Linked DNA regions of Oryctolagus cuniculus: region 1 is linked to region 2. Evidence: chromatin contacts called from public Micro-C data. All regions are on one chromosome and are shown on one strand. The core of a region is the stretch at or near the end of the contact, and the rest is flanking DNA. Distances in the headings are between cores, read along the strand shown.

Region 1 (6,805 bases), core at 3,577-6,076, 620 kb before region 2:
GAAAGTGTTCTAAGAGTACCAGAGACCCTGGAAGAAATTCTACAGGAAGAATCTGAGACAACAGATGGCCTGAAAAAGCCAGGTTGTGGTCTACCTAGGACAGTGTGCTAATTCCTCGACTAGCATAGGAATTCCCATCAGTTCTCCAGAAGTTGCTGAAGAATTTCCAGGCTATGCCCATCACCTGCATTCACAGAACCCAGAGACTGTAGCAAGAAAACTACTCTGTAACTGAATTTTCCTTTTACTAACAAAAGCCTTTATTAGCATCTTTTCCTGAGTCATACTATCCAGCACATGAGATGATAATGAAACAGAACTTGTTTCTCAGTAGTTAAAATAATTTCATAATATATCAGCCTTTCTTAAAAGATAATTTAATCATTATTCAATCACTGACAAGATTCATGAAAGTTAAAAAAAAACCTGGAGTTCAACAGTTAATCATAACTAGAAAGTAAATCAAATATCATGTACCTGTCCTATAAATATTTTTATAAATTCTGTCTCATGGTTTTTCTACAAAACACTCAATTCCTAAGTAAGTAAATCCTAGGTTAATACATAGAATCTCAAGCATTCCCTTATATACAAGTTGACTAAGTAGTGAAGAGGTGATAACTGCAGAAAGTTGCTGTGATTCAGATTGTGTTATAGTCAGTAAATTGATTACTCGTTACAGGCATACAGGTGTTACTATGAAAATAGAATTTAAATAATGTACTATGCTCATATTAAAATATAGCTGTCTTCCCAAGAATGACTAACTTTAGAAAAGAATATGAAGGAAACTAACCCAGAAAGGGATAATTTAATTATGAGGACAAAATTGACTTCTTATAGGGAATTAATATCAAGAGTACAGATTGATGTAAGGCTTTGCAGAAGAGAGTGGGCAGCTAGACTATAATTTATAAATATCACCATTTTATGCCTTGTGAAAAGAATACTGTATGGTTATACCTGATGAAAAATATGGCTCATTAAGAACTACTTCATCATAATTGTTAATATCAACAATTTTATGTATAAGTTATTACTTCATTAAAACTGTTGAGTAGTTTTATTGCTTTCTGGTTCCAGGGTTTATTAATTTTCATTTTTATTTTACTGCCCCTATTTTGCTAAGGTAAATGAAGCTTACAGAGGTGAAGTACCATACAGAATATTAAGCAACAGAGCCAAGATTCACATTCAGGTATGACCCCATGCATACCACAATAGTATCCTCAGTTTTGCTTACATAAATATTAGTTATGTATTCATTTAAAAATGGAGCATGTCATCACACATTGATAATAAAATGGCTAACACAATAAAATATTGCTTCCAGCATATTTGAAAATCAAATATGTTTCCCAGTTTTGAATCTGGAAACCAGTGGTAATAATTAGTTTCATTATGTGAAAACCAACGCCAGTTTATTGTGTGCACTAGAACAGAGTAGCTCAGAACATAGGCTCTGAAGTAGATTCTTCAATTCTGACTTTATCACTTAGTTTCTGCATACCTTTGGACATATTCCTTCACTTCTCTTTGGCTCTTACGTAAAACGGGATTCTTTGTAGTAATTGTAGTGACGCATGTGGCACTTACAAACATTAAATGAGCTTACTACAGGTAAAGAAAACTGACACATAAGCACTCAAGGAATGTTGGCTCACATTGCTCAAACCCACAGGTTTATGCAGCCCTCCCACACTTATTTTTTTTTTTTTTAATTAGACAGGCAGAGTTAGACAGTGAGAGAGAGACAAAGGTCTTCCTTCTGTTGGTTCACTCCCCAAATGGCTGCTACAGCCAGTGCGCTGTGCCAATTCGAAGCCAGGTGCTTCCTCCAGGTATCCCATGCAGGTGCAGGGGCCCAAGCACTTGGGCCATCCTCCACTGCCTTCCTGGGCCACAGCAGAGAGCTGGACTGGAAGAGGGGCAATCGGGACTAGAACCCAGCACCCATATGGGATGCAGGTGCTGCTGGCAGGAGAGTAACCAAGTGAGCCACGGCACCAGCACCCAACTTCTTTAAAAAAATTTTTTTTAATTTTTTTATTTTTTGGACAGGCAGAGTTAGACAATCAGAGGGAGAGACAGAGAGAAAGGTCTTCCTTCCATTGGTTCACCCCCATATGGCTGCTGTGGCCGGTGCACAGCGCTGATAGGAAGCCAGGAGCCAGGTGCTTCCTTCCTGGTCTCCCATGCAGGTGCAGGGCCCAAGGACTTGGGCCATCCTCCACTGCACTCCCAGGCCACAGCAGAGAGCTGGACTGGAAGAGGAGCAACCGAGACAGAATCTGGTGCCCAGACCAGGACTAGAACCCGGAGTGCCGGCACCGCAGGTGGAGGATTAGCCTAGTGAGCCGCGGTGCCGGGCTTAAAATTATTTTTGAAAGCAGTTTTAGGTCCACAGAAAAACTGAGTGGGAAGTATAGAATTACTCCTACTATCATCATTCCTCACCAGAATGGTACACCGGTTACCATGAAACTTCACTGACACTCCAAGAACAGCCAAAGTCCAAAGTTCACATTAGGGTTTATTCTTGGTGCTATACATTCTATGGGTTATGGTAAATCTATAATGGCATGTATCTAACATGAGGCATTTTGCTGCCCTAAAAGGCCTCAGTTCTCAGCATATTTACATATTTATATTATATATGCATTATATGTAAAGATATATCATATAAATTATCTCCTTTCCCCTAAATCCTAACAACCACTGATATTACCATCCCCATGGTTTTGCCCTTTCCTGAATTTCATACAACTGGAATTATACAGTATACATTTAAGATTCTCCCATGTCTTCTGATGATTCAACAGGCCACTTCTGGCCGGCGCCACAGCTCAACAGGCTAATCCTCTACCTGTGGCGCTGGCACACTGGGTTCTAGTTCCAGTCAGGGAGCCGGATTCTGTCCCGGTTGCTCCTCTTCCAGTCCAGCTCTCTGCTGTGGCCCAGGAAGGCAGTGGAGGATGGCCCAAGTGCTTGGGCCCTGCACCCCAGGGAGACCAGGAGAAGCACCTGGCTCCTGGCTTCGGATCAGTACTGGGCGCCTGCCACAGTGCGCCAGCCTCCGCTGCCATTGGGGATGAACCAAAGGAAAAGGAAGACCTTTCTGTCTCTCTCGCTCACTGTCTACTCTGCCTGTCAAAAAAAAAAAAAAAAGAAAAGAAAAAAAAGAAATAGTCCACTTCTTTTTAGCACTGAATAAAATTCCATCACATGAATGTACCAGTTTATCCATTCATCTACTGTAAGACATCTTGGTTAACTTCCAAGTTTCAACAATTATAAAAAAAGCTGCTGTGTATGTATATATAATGTGCTGGTTCTTGTGTGGAATTTTCACCTTATTTGAGTAAACAACAAAGAGCAATTTCTAGGTCATATGAAAACACAGGTTTTGTACAAATCTGCCAAACTGGATATACCATTTCGCATTCCCACCAACAGTTCATCAGAGTGCCTGTTGTTCCAAACTTGCCGGTATTTGGTATTGTCAGGGTTGTGGGTTTTAGCCATTCCAATAGATATGAAGTCAAAGTTCAATCCTTTGCCTGTGGTGCCGGCATTCTATTTGGGCGCCAGTTGTAGTCCTGGCTGCTCCTCTTCCAATCCAGCTCTCTGCTGTGGCCTGGGAGGGCAGTGGAAGTTGGCCCAAGTGACTGGGCCCTGTACCCGCGTGGGAGTCCCAGAGGAAGCCCCTGGCTCCTGGCTTCAGATCAGCTCAGCTCTCCACGTTGCAGCCATTTGGGGAGTGAACCAATGGATGGAAGACCTCTCTCACTGTCTGTAACTCTACCTCTCAAATAAATAAATAAAATCTTTAAAAAAAAAGTTTCGCTGCAAAAAAAAAATTTGAAATTCATTTTACACAATATGCATCTTTCATGAGCTTTTAGAATACTCCCCGTATGTACATTTGGCTGGAAATCCAAGCAAATCTTTATTTTTCTAAACTAATTTCAATGTGTAGTTTGCGTATTTTCACCCAGCGTTTTCTTTGATGAGTGTCACTTTACACTTGTATTCAAAAGAAACCAGGATTGCACAAGGCAACTGAAACTGCTAGTAGAGAAAAATAAACCACTGACTCTTAGCCTCAATTACTTACAATTGAGGAGGAACATTCACCCATTCCCCAGAGCCTCCACTTGACAACATCACAGCCAACGGATATTAATCAAGTCTAGAAGTGACTGCCGTGACCCACAGAATACACAGAACGTGGCATTTTATAAGTCAGTCAAGTGAGGCTGGAAGCAGAGGCAGAGCAAGCAGCAGGGCTCGACCAGTCTGGAAGTGCAGGGTCGGCGAGCAGCCGAGACCGGGGCGCACCCTGGGGGCAGGTCTTTCCTCCACCTCTCCAGGACACGGAGCAACTCAGAGCACGACGCTAGAGCACCTTCCCGGTCCGTCCAAGACCGAGCCCACGCTCGCAGCAGGCGCCCTTCACCGCGACGCGAGCGCGCCTCAGCCTCCGCGCAGCGGCAACGCGGGCCCAGCGGGAAGCCCCAGACTCGCGCGGACCCGGGTGCCCGCGCCACACGGGCGGCTCCCCTCGCCGCGAGCCACGGGGATCCACGCAACTCGGCCGGCGGGGCCTAACGTCCCCCGGAGCCACAGAAGGGCCTCCAGCCCGGCACAGCAGCGCAAGAACGGCTGCCGAGAAGCCCTAGCAGGAACCCGGGAGCAAGGAAGCCCAGCACCATGGCGGCGCAGCACAGCAGCGGAGCAGCCTGCCCCGGGACTTTTTTCGCGCGTCGACTTGGCCGGAAGTGACGCCAGCAGCCGGCGCGCGGGGCCGCCCCTCGGGAGAGGCGGGGGGCAGGGGGAACAGGCGGGGGCCGGGGGCGGGGCGCGGCCGTAGCTCCGTTTCCGGTGGCTCGTCGCGCTCGCTCACTCCAGCTGCAGCCACTCTCGCCCGTGGCTGCTTCCTCCATCCTGGTATTTTTTGGAGCCTCCATCCTGGTTCTTCCAAAGTGCCCGGACCCAAAACAGGAAGTAAGTGCGATGGAACCTTCAGGTCCCAACCGCCGCCAGGGCCGCTCCGCCCAGCGGAGCCTGTCCGGCCCCCTTGCTGCCCGCTCGCTGCCGTCGGCCGGCGCAAGCTGCGGGCGCCCAGGCACCGCGGGCGGGGTCGGAGCCGGGCCTTGGTGACGCGAAAGCTGCCGTCTCCGCACGCTCAGGCCGGAGCCTCCCTCTCGGGGCCCGGCCGGCGGCGGTGGCGGCTCGAGCTACAGAGCAGGGGGACGAGTGGCCGCCGCGACACGGCTGCGATCCGGCGGGGGCGGAAAATGGCGGCGGGTTCGGAAGAGCTAAATGGCGCCGGGACCCCTGGGGGGTGGGGTGGGCCGGGAGCTCGGGGGCAGAATTGGGCCGGGGAGCGGGCACGGGCAGCGAGCCTCGCTGGTTTTCCCGAGGTGGTCCTTTCTTGTTTCTTTGTTGCCTTTTCCGGTTTGGTTCTGGGGTGCGGAGGCGGAGCGGTGGGCTTGGGCAGGGATGAGGGGGTGGGGGCAGGTCTCGCCGTAACCCCCCCTCCCTTTTTTATTTTTTATTTATTTTTTTTTGTTTTTTTCCCCCTTTTATTTTTTGTGGGCATCTTGCACTGTTTTCGCCTTGGGGGTTCCGCCTGGCTCGGTGGTTGGCGGTCCAGACCGGAGACCCGGGGCCGCGGGTTCCTGTCAGCCGAGTCTCTGAGGAGAGCGGCGCGGGCTGCGGTGCGGGGAGGGTGCCGGGCTCCCAGGAAGTTTAAGAGAGAAGAGAGCACCGCCAGTCCGCTCGGGCCTGTGGACGGGGGCGTCGTGGTGCGGACCTCCGCGGGGACGCGGGTGCGGGTTTGCCTCCGTGCCCGGCGCGGCCCGGCGCGGGGGGCTGTCGGGGGCTGCGTTTTGGTGACAGAAAGGCTCGCCTGGGGAGGCAGGGGCGACGCCCCCTTCAGGTGTCGGCCTGGCCTCGCCCCTCTCCCCGGCCGGAGGCGAGGCCGCGCGTGCTGGGACGCCTGGGTGGCTGCAGGGGACGCTGGATTCTCCGGGGTTCCTTTCTGCTCGTGTGTCTTAAGCTCAAAACCAGTGCCATTTGGAACTCTATTCAGTTCGTAGGGGACAGTCTTGCTTGAAGCTTGTGAGTTCCAGTCCAAGTTAGGAAAATATTTTTCTCTCTATGTAGAAAGTTCTACAGACATAAAAACCCGTCTTTGTTTTTCAGCTGAGAGCCTTCGTATGCTTCAGTTACATCGAATTTCTTTCTGTAAGCTGATGGAAGTTTGTGTGTGAAGGTTGTTGGTTTTAGACCTTGACCACCACTTGAAAGACGGCCATGGTGGTACACCAGAATCTTAGCTTTTTGCTACGATGGTGTAGTCGTGAGAAGACTTAGTATATTTAAGATTTAGAAATTTAGTGCTTAGGAAAAAAGTAGGAGGTTAAAATTACATTCTCTAACATTACAAAAATTGTCCAGCTAAGAGAATACAGCTTGATGTGAGACTTAGGGTTTTTTCCTCCAGTCACAAAGCACAAAAAACAGCCTGTGTTTGGAGGGGGAAAAAAACTTGTTACAGTTATGAATGAAGAAAACACTTTCCATTATTTGTGATATTTAATGATTTTTAATTTCCATATATTGGGTGTTTTGTGTGCCACCAAACAAGCTAATTTTTTTCCCACTATTTTAGTTGATAGGCTCATCCCAAAATATGCTTTTTGGGACTGATCTAGAACCTGCATATTCTGCGTGAATATCTTTAATTGATTGCAGTTGAGCTAGATGGTGCAGCCAAAATGCTATTGCCTTGTCTTCA
Region 2 (7,081 bases), core at 536-3,035:
TTTTTTAAACAGTATGCTCAACTTGTCAACTTCAAGTTCATTTTTATCTAGTACTTATCTCTGCCATCCACAGAAGTTTTAATTATAGAAACCAATGACATCTTCACAAAATTAAAGGCCTATTTTTCAAGTCTTAGTCTTTTTAAAACTTTGGGATGGAGGAAGTGGTGTAGAGTTCACCAGAAAGAGCAACCGCTGAGCTGTTACTCCATGCCACGCACACATTAATAAAGCTTTCAAAAATGTTCCATTTTATCTTCACAACAGCTCTGAGAAATATCTATAACTCCCTTTTCACAGATTAAAATTGCTCAAAATTACCCAAAGCCGTACAGAGAAGCTCATTAAGATTCCAATATCTGCAATTCTGTGACTTTTGACCTTAAGCGTTTTTTCCAGTTCCCTTCCCAGTTCTGCGGCCCTCTTTTCCATCGCTTTCCCGCTCATCACGCTCCCATGACTATTACTACAGTCTCTCTGCAACTGATGCTTCTCTATCTTTTAAACCCTTCTGAAAACACTGAAAACCTTGCACTGTTTCGGCAGTTTATACTTTAAAATAGGTTCTGTCAAAAGCAATTAGATGGATGGCCAAGCCACACCTGTTCACCTCTGCTGCAGGCACGCCCCTAGGCCTGCGGGCTGTCAGCCCGAAGTCTCAAATCCACCTGCGTTTCCTCTCCCAGCGACGTCCACTGGCTCGCAAATACCCCAGCTGTCTCCCGGGGGGCTGCGCCGGCCGCCCCCGGCCTTCAGCCTAGACCGTCCGGAAGGGTCCTTGACTCTGCGCGCACGGATCGAGTCCCGCCCGCCCAGCCTGGGCTCGAGGGCGGCTATCCGCCACCGGCCACAGCACGGCTGCCTTTCGGGGCCAAGAGCGAAGGAGCGCAAACTCGGAGGAAACACAGTCCTCTTCCGCACGAGCGGAACCGCATCCCCAACTGCTTCTGGGGCATGGACACAGAAAACGGGAATGCGTCCGCGGTCGCCGCCCGCCACAATCCCGCTCCCCCCGGAGCGGCCACTCTGCCTTCCCGTCTTTATCCCCATTTTACGCCCAGTAGGGCGGACGCAGCTCCGCGGGGCCGCGCTCGGGCACCCGCCTCGGGGCCGGGGGCTGCCGGCGCCCCCCGGAACTCCCGCGGCGGCCTGGCTGCAGCCCGAGGGTCGGCGGGGGCTGCGGGAAAGCCCGCCCAGGGCAGGGGCTGCGGCCGCCGCTGCCGCCCTCGCCCGGCCCCGCCCGGCCGCAGCCTCCCGGACGTCCGACCGCTGGAAACTGGCGTACCTGGGGAGGGCGGCTGGGGGCCGGAGCTCCGGGGAGACCGCAAGGGCGCAGTGACCCCGACGGCAGGCGGCCGGCCTGGGGGGCTGCTGCGTCCACTAGCCTCGGCCACACCGCTGTCCCACCGACTCATCGGAGCGGGGCGACACGCTGACGCGCGGCGCGCCGACCCGGGGTCTGGGGTGCAGAGGGCATCGCAGAGGGGGCGGGGCAGAGCGGCGCGAGGGGCGGGGCGAGGCGCGAGGGGGCGGGGGCGAGGCGCGAGGGGCGGGGCGAGGCGCGAGAGGCGGGGCTCGCGGCAGGGCGGGGCGAGGCGCGAGGAGGAGTGTGCGGGGGGCGGGGCGAGGCGCGAGGAGGGGCGTGCGGGGGGCGGGGCGCTTGGCTCCAGAGGCGGGGCCGAGGCAGGGCAGGGCGAGGCGCGAGGCCGAGGAGGCTCCAGGGGGCGGGCCTGAGGCGGGGCGGGGCGCGCGGCGCGAGGAGGCGGGCACGTGCAGCCGGCACGGGGCGGGGCGCGGCGCTCGGCGGGAGAGGGGCGGGGCGCGCGTATAGGCGCCGCGGCCGCGTGACGCGTTTTCAAATCTTCAACTGCCGCAGCCCCCTCGGCCGTGCTGGGAGCCTTCTTCCTCCGCGCCTCGGAAGCCGGATCCGGCCCCGGAAACTGGGCCGGCGCCTGTACCTGGGCCGTCGTGTCCCGGAGAAGCCGTGTTTCCGCGGTCGCCCGGCGGGGCACCCTCTCCGGACGCAGCATGTAGGCGCCGGGCGGCTGCCATGAACTCGGGAGCCATGAGGATTCACAGCAGAGGACATGGCCAAGGTACGAAGCCCGCCCTCCGCCTTGGGTCGCCCGGCGTCGTCGCTGGGGCCTGCGGGCGGCCGCCTACCGGGATTACCTCAGCGCCACCGCGGCGGCCGAGCTGCGGGCCGGGGGCCTGCGGGCCGCGAGCCGCGCGGGGGAGGCCGGTCGCGCGCCGGGGCTCGGGCCGGGGGCCGGGGAGGGGCGCCGGGGTGGGCGTTTGCGTTTCGGGCGGAGGATTGCTGGCCCCAGGGCCGTGGCGCAGGCAGCGAGCAGCTCGTCTGATTCTTCAGCCGCCCGGGTTGGGTTGGGACGCGCAGGCGAGCGTGCGTCTCCTCCCGTAGCCGTGGGCGTGAGCGTGCGTGCGGGGACCCCCACCTAGCAGCGGGCTGTGCCCCCGCGGCCGGTGCTGGGGCCTCAGGTCCGCTTTCACCGAAACCGGTGTAGCGAGTGGACCATGAAGGCCTCGGTCGCTCGGCAGCAGAACTTGTATGTGAAACGGGCCGCCGCGCTCCTCGTAGCGGAGACCAGGTTTACAAGAACCTGGAACCCTTGAGCTTCGTGCGCGGCCGGCCCGAGTGGGCAGCGTTGGAGCTCAGCAGAGTGGCGGAGGGGCTCAGTAAACAGCCCGGGGAGGCCTTGCACACTTCTGAAGCTCCTGTGTGCAGTTTTGTTTAGTTCCGTGCCTTAGTCGTGAATGCACACGGATGCTTCCTGCGGATCCAACTGCTACTTTTACAGTAGGGTCAAGAAAAAATGTGTGGGGCCTGCTGCCTTTGGCTTGTGGTACTACAAAGAAGTATATTTAAATGCTAATAACTTTTAATTGGTGGGATTATAGGAATTGCTCCTGTGATATTATGGTTTCATGAAATACTTTTGAGACAGTAGCAACTGCATCTGTAGTAAGACATTATTAGCTCATTCTAAATATTTTTAATAACAGGTGGAATCCAAGTCAAAAATGAAAAAAACAGATCATCTTTGAAATCTCTGAAAACTGAAAACAGACCAGAAAAATCCAAATATAAGCCACTTTGGGGAAAAGTATTTTACCTTGACATACCTTCTGTGACCATATGTGAAAAACTGAAAAAGGATATTAAGGATCTGGGAGGGGTAAGTGAAAACCATACATTGACAGAAAAGGAAAATTTTGTAATCAAGTAATTAAATTGTTTTTGGAAAATTTACAACCATCTATTACCACCATGCTTAAGATTTTATTTTTAAGCAACTGTTGTGTCTTTAATGAAAAACCATTTGTTTTAACTTTTTGTAGCCTGACAAAACTTCAGGTTTCTGTGATTGGGAGATTAGTATTGAATTCCCAAAGTGTTGAGAAATGAGACTCTCTTACCTAATAGAACCACTCATTGCTTTTCACTGTAATGGTGGATGCCCTGTGGAGAGTGGGAGCACTTTGATTGTGATTAGTAGAAATCTACTTAGGTTTATATGGACTAATGTAACAATTTAGAATGTTACTGCAGAATGAGAACTTGTTCAAATGAAAAGCAAGTAAAATTGCTGTTGGGTGATAGAGATACAGAGGCTCAACAAAATAAATGTCATTAAGGAAACAAAATTTTAGAGTAAGAATTTGAAAAACCTGCTGTCTTACCTTATACATTAATTGGGAATTAGGAAAGTCAAGCAAAGTTGTACGTTTTCTTAGGATTAAGGAAGATATTAAATTTTAGCAGATATGGTTATTAAGATGTTTTCTGTCTAAAAATTTCTGGACTTTGAAGATCAACATCTTTGAACATCCTTTCAGTGCCAGACTAGACTCTTTAAGAAGAGTGTGTAATGAAGTTTCTAGAATTGCTTGTTGGTGTGATGTTTCACTTATTTTATTTATCTTTGAAAAAATATTGTTTTGCTGCTTATTTTTTGCTGAAGTAAAACATCACAACACATATTTGTATTAGTAGTGTGTAGTATAATGAACGTATCATTGAATTCCCAAAGGTTGCGTTTAATTTATAGGCTTTCTAATGATATTATGAACTATACTACCTATCAAGGTGGTCTTAATTTGTTAAGGACTTAGACATCAAATATACATGTTTGGGACCGGCATTGTGGCGTAGCAGGTAAAGCTACTGTGTGCAGTGCTGGCATCCCTATGGGTGCCAGTTGGAGTCCTGGCTGCTCCACTTCCGATCTAGCTCTCTGCTATGGCCTGGGAAAGCAGCAGAAGGTGGCCCAAGTGCTTGAGTCCTCGTACCCACGTAGGAGACCTGGAAGAAGCTCCTGGCTTCGGATCGGCTCAGTTCTGGTCGTTGTGGCCATCTGGGGAGTGAACCAGCAGGTGGAAGACCTCTCTCTACATTGGCCTCTCTGTAACTCTGCCTTTCAAATAAATAAATCTTTAAAAAAATTAAATATACATCTTCATTGTAGAAATGAAGTACATAATGAAGTCTACATAACTGGCCCAATCAGAACAGTATTAGCCACTCAATTCCCAGAGTTAAGTACCACTGTTCCATTTTGTTCCTTCAGCAATCATTGGCTATAAAGTAGCTTTCTGGGACAGGTCTCTGAAATGTGATGACTAATCCATTAGCTAATAATAATGATGTTAACATTTGTTTTTTTAGCAGCGCTATAAAATGCACATTTAAAAGTCCAGCGTGAAAAGCCTGTAAAAAGGGAATTGTGGCTAAAGCAGCAGTATGGAGTCTAGAGTCCCTGTCAACCCCACAGCAGTTTCTGAGACACTTACAAGAAACAGATTTTTAATTATATCTGCCATAGATAATAGTTGAGGGATCTTTTGGTTTTATACATTTCAAATCTTTACCAGTGGTTTGAAGTAGACTAATAAAATATTAAAGGCTTAAGTCATTAAATTTGTGCCTCAAAATTGTAGATTTTTAACTGAATTTTTTTTAAGAAAGATTTATTTTATCAGGGCTGTCATTATGGCATAGTGGGTGAAACCTCTGCTTTTGATGCTGGAATCCCATATGGATACTGGTTTGAGTCCTGGTGCTCCACTTTTGATTCAGCTTCCTGCTCATGCCCTAGGAAATCATTGGAAGATGGCCCAAGAGCTTGGGCCCTTACAACCCACGTGGGAAACCCAGATGAAGCTCCCTGCTCCTGGCTTTGGCCTGATTTTCAAAGAAATAAATATAAAACAATTAGAAAGGTTTATTTGATTTATTTCAAATGCAGACTAACAGAGGACGAGACAGAAAGAGATCTTCTATCCTTTCATTCATTCCCAATATGGCCGCAGTGGCCAGGGCTGGGCCAGGCCAAAGCCAGGAGCCTGGAACTCCATCTGGGTCTCCCACATTAGTGGCAAATACCCAAAGCATGTAGGCTATCTTCCCTTGCTTTCTAAGGTACTTTAGAGGGGCGCTGGATTCAAGCAGAGCAGCCTGGGTTCAAACCAGTACCAAACCAGTGTCAGAAGCAGCAGCTTAACCCACCGTGCCATGATAGCAGCCCCAACTGTCTTCTTAAAATATTTTTATTCATTGAATTCTGATCTCCTCGTATACTGTCTTTCCTGGAATCCTGGTTTCCATTTCTGATGCTCGATCACTAAAAAAAATCGTGTCATAAAGATCTACATGAAATATAGGACCTAGATGCTAATTTTTAAACAAATTTTACTTAAATTATACAAGTTTCATGTATTTCATATACACAGATTTAGGAACATGGTGATCCTTCCCTCACACCCATGCTCCAGCTCTCCTTCCGTCTCCCTCCCATCCCCACTCCTAATTTTTACAAACATCTGTTGTGAAAGATACTAATTTAAAATGAATTTTAACATTAAATACTAAAAAATACTAATCTACTTAAATAGATAGTCCTTGAAAGGGTATTGCCTATTTGTTGTTGTTGTTTATTTGAAAGAGACATTTCCCATTTACCACCTAATTCCCCAAATGTCTGCAGCAGCAGGGCCTTGGCCAGGCCAGTAGCCCAGAACTCAGTCTTCATCTCCCTTGTGAGTAGGAGGAACCTGGCCATTAGAACCGTGACCTGCTGCTTCCCAGAGTGTTTAGCAGGAATCTGAGAGTAGAGCCAGGTTTGAACCCAAGTACTCCATTGTGGAATGCAGGAGTCCCCAGTGAGATCCTAACCATTAGGCCAAATGCCTGCCCTATGCTTATTTAATTTTACATGGGCCCCTTATCGTTTTTATAGTATATCTCCAGATTATTACTGATGGTGTTTTTTTCTTTAAATTGAGTATTTTATATATTTTTCTGGTTTTAATTAAAACATTTTAGTATCCCATTTATCTATAGAGCACACTTCCGACAAATTCAGATGTGGGAGTATATTGGTGAATTAACAACATCATCGCCAAATGTCTTTAATAGTAGCAGGAAAAGTGACTTTTATAAACCATCTAAGGAGGAGATGGAACCAATCACATTTAGATCCATGTCTTTAACAATTTTAGCTAAACTAAGGCAATTGGAGAACAGAAATGTGAGGGCAGAGTGCCTTGCCATATCATGTACTTGAGGACAGTGTTTAATGTTTGATGTTAGCCACCATGACCTTGAGTCACCAGAAAATAAGTTCTGTGTTTATCTTTAAAAGTCACAGATTCAAGAATATCTAATAAATTGAAGACCATGGTAATGTCAACACATATGAATAGTTGATTATGGTGTGCAGTGCACAGTGTTGTGTGTTTTGGTAGATGAAAACATGAATCCAGAATCCAGTGTGTATCATACCCTCAAGTTCTGATCTAGGTAGAGATGGCATGGGTCTAATTAATTATAATACAACATAGAATGCTAGAAAGAGAGAGAGATTACTTCCATCTGAAGAATTGTAGAGAATTTTACATAAATAAAATTTGAACTAAATAAATTTGAACGTAAATAAAATTTGAAGAATGATTACAGTTTGGGCATGTGAGGGCTGAGTGTTTGGCGCAGTAGTTAAGGCATTCACATCCTGGTGCTGGCATTGTGGCATAGTTGGTAAAGCTGCTGCCTACAGCACTGGCATCC

Evidence for each region. A called contact is a pair of places that touch in the nucleus more often than the background predicts.
Region 1: a Micro-C map of ear pinna shows a contact between it and region 2, with 5 times the contacts expected there. The contact joins the promoter of DMTF1 here to the promoter of DBF4 in region 2. A contact is called at or near these places in 2 of 6 Hi-C or Micro-C datasets (ear pinna and an unstated tissue).

The regions. Positions count from the first base shown.
Region 1 is chr16:48,094,007-48,100,811 of mOryCun1.1, reverse strand. It overlaps DMTF1 (cyclin D binding myb like transcription factor 1), which reads left to right and starts at 4,826. Exons shown (of 18, transcript XM_017344332.3): 1 at 4,826-5,007. It overlaps LOC127492632 (a long non-coding RNA gene), which reads right to left and starts at 4,796. Exons shown (of 2, transcript XR_007922265.2): 1 at 4,118-4,796.
Region 2 is chr16:47,473,419-47,480,499 of mOryCun1.1, reverse strand. DBF4 (DBF4-CDC7 kinase regulatory subunit) reads left to right here and starts at 1,785. Exons shown (of 12, transcript XM_051853365.2): 1 at 1,785-2,096; 2 at 3,022-3,194. The coding sequence starts at 2,051. SLC25A40 (solute carrier family 25 member 40) reads right to left here and starts at 1,426. Exons shown (of 12, transcript XM_051853377.2): 1 at 1,286-1,426.